2 separate regions of the Macaca mulatta genome follow, and region 2 is linked to region 1. A link is a contact called in public Hi-C data. All regions are on one chromosome and are shown on one strand. Each heading gives the region's core, a stretch centred on a gene start, on an enhancer-like site or on the middle of the called end of the contact. The rest is flanking DNA. Distances are from core to core; before and after follow the strand shown.

Region 1 (3,156 bases), core at 251-2,750:
CCTCCCAAAGTGCTGGGATTACAGGCGTGAGCTACCACACCCAGCCCTACCTTCTTAAATTACAATGTGATCAAGGGCTAAGTTATAACGATTATAACAAAGGATATCGTTCAAGACTTTTTGCTTTTATTGTTTTTGATTGACACGTAATTGTACCTATTTATGGAGTACAGTGTGACATTTCTGTACATGTATATAATGTGTAATATCAAGTCAGGATAATTAGTAGATTCATCACCTCAAACATTTATTTTTTTTTTGTCTTAGGAATATTCAAAATCCACTCTTCCAGCTATCTGAAAATATACAATAAATTGTGTATTTTTGTTAATTATACTCCTAATCATAGTTATCCTATAGAACACTAGAATTTATTCCTCCTATCTAGTTGTACTTATGTATCTGTTAACAAACCTTTGTCTATCCTCCCCCATGAATCTTTTTTCCCACTATTATTAGAATAAAGGAGAAAAAAAAACCCCACATACTGGACTAGGTGGAAGGCTTATAGAATGCTGGCACCAACACTGAGAAGTCAAGCATGTTTTCCATAATTAACTGTCCCAGAAGAGCAGTTTTAGAAATGTGTTTAAGTATAGTCCCAAAGGGAAATCTTATTTTGAAACTAAAAATAAAGGCCTAACTACTCCAGGAGGTCAGCAAACCAGCCATATCTCTCAGGGTTTGCAGCTGTTTTCTGGAATGCCTGAAATAGGAACAAACTTAACACCACTGCGTTGATATGAGCCGCACACCAAAATGAGACTGCTAGGACCTCTACTTGAAAACTGAGTAAAGGAGCTAGTCATTTAGGGCAGGGCCGTAAGGGAGATTTCATCTCGTGCTCTTTGGTCACTTTCGCACACGGCCAAGCAAATAAGAGCAAAGACACCTTTCTTAAAACACTTACCAATCTGCTCTCCTCAACTGTGCTCTGCAAAGTGTGGCATCTCCTGCCACCCTAGCTGTAGTTTCCCAGACTGCAATTTCCCCAGCCCCGTTTCCCTACACACGTTTCCACACCCTCTCACAATCGTTTACTCTCTTCTCCCTCCTGGTCTCTCCAGCGGGTCCCACCTCCCTCTTCTTCCCGCCCTCAAAGAACTGACCACCTCTGACACCCCCCAGCGCGACCCTCATCACCCCAGCATCCTACGCGCCCTCCCCTCCATAACCAGTCCCAGGACCCAGTGTTTCCCACGCTCTGTCCCCAAGATCCACCTTACCTTCCCTCCCCAGACCTTCACATCCTTCCATCCAGGAAGCCCCCACACCACGCCCCACGCCCCCTCCTCTGCAAGGCCCTAAGCTCTGCTCTCCATCCCCACTTAGAGTTTTGCCCCGTGCACACTTCGTTCAGCCCCACCAACGCCATGGACTGCACCTGCCGCTGATTTTCAAGTTACGTTCTATGGCCTTCTCACCTGGCCGGCTTTCCTAGGCGATCCGCTGGGCTCCCTCTGCCATCCGTTCAGCGGCGCACCCAACCCTGGCAGCAGCCGGGTCCGCCTCCCCGACCGCGCCCCCGTTGGCTGGCTCCAGGCCAATTCGACGCTTCGGGAGAGCGATAGGATCTGGGAACTGTCTGTCAAACTCGGAGGCGTAAACCGAACCGCGATTCCAGTTTTTAATTGGTCATTACAGCTATCGCTTAGCAGTCTAGAGGCGTGTCTGCGTGCTCCCGCCGAGCTGTCATAGGCCGGCGCGTAGGAGTCAAGAGCGCGGCAAGAACGTGCCCCAAGCAGTTTGGTTGAGGGCCGAGGAGTGACGTGTCGGTCGGCGGACCCACGGGGAGTCGCGGTGGAAAGCAGTGGCCCGCTGACTCCCGTCATGTGACAAGAAGCGGAAACTACGCTGAAATAGGCCCTTGCTCCAAGTCCCAGTAACTCGGAATGCGGAGCCGCTGGTCTCCCTCTTTTTTAAGGTAGAAATTGTTACGTAATACAAGGTGAATGGAGAGGAGGGAAGCATTTCAAACGCTTCCTGGTCCAGACTGCGTCTTTTGCAGGATGTGCCTGATAGTTGGCTCAAGAGCTTTTACAGTGCTCTGGTAACTGCGATGGACCTGGGAACCTTGGCAGAGTTCACAGCCCCTAGCTTTGTGAAAGAGCGTGCCTAGGCGTAAAGGGGTTGTCGGGGCTAAGCTGGAGGCGTCTCCACTGCCGGCTGAGACAGCCACCGCCACGGAGGCACAGCCTTCTCCAGCAGCAGACGGGCTTCCTCGGGGGACCGAGAGGCAGCCCGGCCATGCTTAGTCCAGCCCTTTGTAAGATACCCGCCAGAGAGCCGCTCTCCCTATTCTAACTTGTCTGTCTTCTCCCGCACCCAACGCGCTCCCCGACCCCCAATAACGTTGCTGAGGGCAGAGAAGGGGACGAAGTTTCAGCGGCAATTCCATCATCTCAGGCTCGCACGTATACACCTTTATCCTCAGGCACTTCTACTCCCTGCGCGCCTTGGTGAGCCAAGACTACACCAGAGAGAGTGGGAACGTCCCGCAGCTCTTCCAACTTGTTGCCCCTGCCACTCACGCAGCTTCCTATTTACTCTCCCCTGAACGGAACCTACCGCTTATTGAAAGGTCATTATTTAAATCAGTGCTTTAGAATCACATGCATTTTTTAAAACATTCACATGATCAGGCTCGCCCCAGGACGTTATGATTCAATAGATCTGCTTTTTTTGTTTTGTTTTTAATAGTAAGTGTTCGATGTAATTTTACTTTAAAAAAAGGAAACTGAAGCTGAGCCTGAAGGAATTACAGAACTTGAAGTAAATGCTTCTTCAAAATAAAGAGTTTTGGTCGGGGGCGGTGGCTCACCCCTGTAATCCCAGCACTTTGGGAGACCGAGGTGGGCGGATCACGAGGTCAGAAGATGGAGACCATCCTGGCCAACATGGCGAAACCCCGTCTCTGCTAAAAATACAAAAATTAGCCGGGCGTGGTGGCGCGTGCCTGTAATCCCAGCTACTCGGGAGGCTGACGGAGAATCGCTTGAACCAGGGAGTCGGAGGTTGCAGTGAGCCGAGATCGCGCCACTGCGTTCCAGCCTGGCGACAGAGCTAGACTCCATCTCAAAAAAAAAAAAAAAAAAAAAGTTTTTTCTCTTAAAAAAAAAAAAAAAAGAGCAGGGCGTGGGGGGCGGGGAATTAAAA
Region 2 (3,082 bases), core at 546-3,045, 35 kb before region 1:
CTAAATCACCAGAGTATGAGACTCCAAAACAATGAATATGCACTCAGAAGACAAAGGCAAGGTTAAAAGAACTCACTCTCCATAGGCACCTTCTCCCAGGGTTTGCACCAAGTCCCAGTCTTCCACAAAGGGCACTGCCATGACTCCACCGGAGCTCGGCTGTAAAAGGCAGGAATCCAGAAAAGATGGAAAGTGAGTGTAAGATCACCTGTGAAGCCACTGCGCCCCGCCTCTCCCCAGGATTCCCCACGAAAAATAACAGCTCTTGCCTTCCCCTTATATCTCATCTACATTTATCCAAGTCTTTCAACCACGAAGAACTATTCTAAACTTGGCCATTTTGTCGTGTAAATCACAATCGCCATTCCCACGCACACCGAAGGTTGAAATTCTGCCCTCCTCAGGCCTCAGAGGAAATTAATCGTTGTGGTGAAGAGGTGAGAGACAAATGCTTTCCGGTGAACGACTGGGGAAGGAGGAGGGACAGGTGGGGGTCTGGGGAAGAAAGAAAGGGGATAGAGGGAGCGGAACCGGGCAGAAGACGCCTGCGGCAGCGCCTCCTCCCAATTGCTCAGTTCCAATTCCCATCCCCATCCACACCCCCACCCGTCCCAGAGGCCGGGGCGGGGCCAAACTGCCCCGAGAGGCGGAAGGAAGGGCTGGGACCCTTCCTTGGGGTTCTTAGCTAGCAGTGTGTTAGTCCCTCCTGCCCCCTCTCTACAACGGGAATCTCCTGGTACCATTCCTCCACCCTCCGAAACCGCCCCTCCGCAGGAGTCTCTCCAATCCCCTGCGCTAGTCAATGCTAACTTTCTCCCACCGTGCCCTCCCTCGCTAATCTAGACCCCGAACTCCTTCTTTAGAAGCCTTTCCTACTCTACCGGCCGCCCCTGCTCACCGGACTGTCCTTTGCCCACCACTGCAGGAATCCAAATGCAGCGCTTTTCCCGCCAAAACTTGCTGGCGTCACGCTGCCGCAAACTCGCGCACCCGTGCCGTAAAGCAAGACAGCGCGCGTTCCCGGGTCTTGCCTCTCTGAATGTCGGCAGCTCCAAAAGACTGACGCCGAGTGGTTGCCGCTCCCGCCCAGAGTTGCTTTACAGTCGGGGAGAGATTCTGGCTGAATAGGTTTAAGGACGGCGGACCGCATCGGTGCGAATTGAGCTCTGGGCCCAAATATGAAGTGGCATCCGGCGTGAGGCTCGGCTGGGCGGTGCTCGAGCGCCTCTGGGTGAAGCCCAGGCCTCCATGCCGCGGGGTCGCGCGACTGTCCGCGCTGCGCTTCCAGGCGGGTCTGCGGGCTTAGCTCCTGGCCACTCTGGGCCTGAAAAGCTGCACTACCACCTGCGGGAGGCCACCGGACAGGACTGTGAGGATCACAGTCAGTGCTGCAGAGTGCTTTGTGAACTTCAGAGTGCTGTACCCGTGGTGCTGGAGCCGAGAAACTAGCAGCAGCAGCTGAGAGCTGACTGTGAAGAAATGAGAGGAACTCGGTGTTGGGAGCGAGAGGCATCGAAAGGACTGGCCACGCAGTCAAGTGTGTGTGGCGGGGGAAACTTCCCGGAGAAAGAAAGCAGTTTATTTTGGAGCTTGAAGTCGGGATAACCAGTTTTGCCTTTTTTCTGTGAACCAGCTCCAAAGCAATGCTTTAGTTCAGCCCAATCTTTTTGCAGGAAGACCATCTGCTTACCTTAGTTCTACAAAAGTTTTCATTTTTAATGTGCAAAAAACAGGCGGGGAGAGCCAAAATAAATTTTACAATGCAAATTTAAAAGCTGCGAACGTCATTTAGAAAAGTAAATCTGAGGAAAGAGACTCGAGAACAAAATAGGAAAAATTGAAATAAGTATTCTCTGACAGTAAACTAGACTGGAACTCAAGGATAGGCAGGATCATCTCCATGACATTCTCCAGCACTGGCCGGGCGCAGTGGCTCCTGCCTATAATTCCAGCACTTTGGGAAGGCGAGGCAGGAGAATGGCTTGAGGCCAGGAGTTCAGGACCAGCCTGGGGAACATAGGGAGACTCCATCTCTACAAATAAATTTTAGGAATTAGTTGGGCTTGGTGGTGTGTCCCTGTAGCCCTAGCTACTTGGGAGGCCTAGGCAGAGCAATCGTTTGAGTCCAGGAGTTAGAGGTTAGTGAGCTATGATAGCACTACTGCACTCCAACCTGGGCAACAGCAAAATTCCGTATATATATATATTTTTATGTTTATTTTATATATGTTTTTTTTCTTAGTCCTTAAGACTGGGCCGCATATAAACACTAAGCATAACTAGCTATTATGATAATAGTAACAAAGTAAAACAAGTATAAAATGTTACTCAAGGCTGGGCCCCGTGGCTCATGCCTATAATCCCAACACTTTGGGAAGCTGAGGCGGGTGGATCACCTGAGGTCAGCAGTTCAAAACCAGTCTGACCAACATGATGAAACCCCCATCTCTACTAAAAATACAAAAATTAGCCGGGCGTGATGGCGAATGCCTATAATCCCAGCTACCCAGGAGGCTGAGGCTGCAGTGAGCCGAGACTGCGCCACTGCACCCCAGCCTGGGCGACAGAGCAAGACTCCCTCTAAACAAACAACCAACAACAAAAACACACATTTCTTTTAAAGAAGCAAAATCAGGAAAAAAATCAAGGAAAAAGCTCTCAAAATGCTTATGTGTATAGTTTTGAATCATGACATCACAGATTAGGCTTTATGTAATCTTTTTACAGTTTGTTGTTTTTGGAGACAGGGTGTGTTGCTCTTTCACCCAGTCTGGAGTGCAACTGGGCAGTCTTAGCTCACTGCAGCCTGGAACTCCTGGGCTCAAGTGATCCTCCTACCTCAGCATCCCAAGTCGCTGGGATTACAAAAGTGAGCCACAGGGCCTGGTATAAAAATAAAAGCAAGTTTTTAGATCATTTATCCCATTTTCTCTTGTTTCCTCACTGTGTGCTGAAAACAAAGAGTATGAAGAAGAGGAAGACCTGCAAATTTCCTGTGTGTCTGATGGGAGTCTTTTTAGCCTGAAAAAAATAAGATATACAGACTCCAGCAGAATACCAGTGAAAGACAGAATACATGGAA

Evidence for each region. Hi-C and Micro-C count contacts between places; a contact is called where the count stands out from the background.
Region 2: a contact with region 1 is called in a Hi-C map of fetal cortex germinal zone, with 1.9 times the contacts expected there. The contact joins the promoter of CHEK1 here to the promoter of STT3A in region 1. A contact is called at or near these places in 2 of 14 Hi-C or Micro-C datasets (cortical neurons and fetal cortex germinal zone).

The regions. Positions count from the first base shown.
Region 1 is chr14:125,979,147-125,982,302 of T2T-MMU8v2.0, reverse strand. It overlaps STT3A (STT3 oligosaccharyltransferase complex catalytic subunit A), which reads right to left and starts at 1,500. Exons shown (of 18, transcript NM_001257421.1): 1 at 1,425-1,500.
Region 2 is chr14:126,014,681-126,017,762 of T2T-MMU8v2.0, reverse strand. It overlaps CHEK1 (checkpoint kinase 1), which reads right to left and starts at 1,795. Exons shown (of 13, transcript XM_001111431.5): 1 at 899-1,795; 2 at 77-159. The coding sequence starts at 1,513.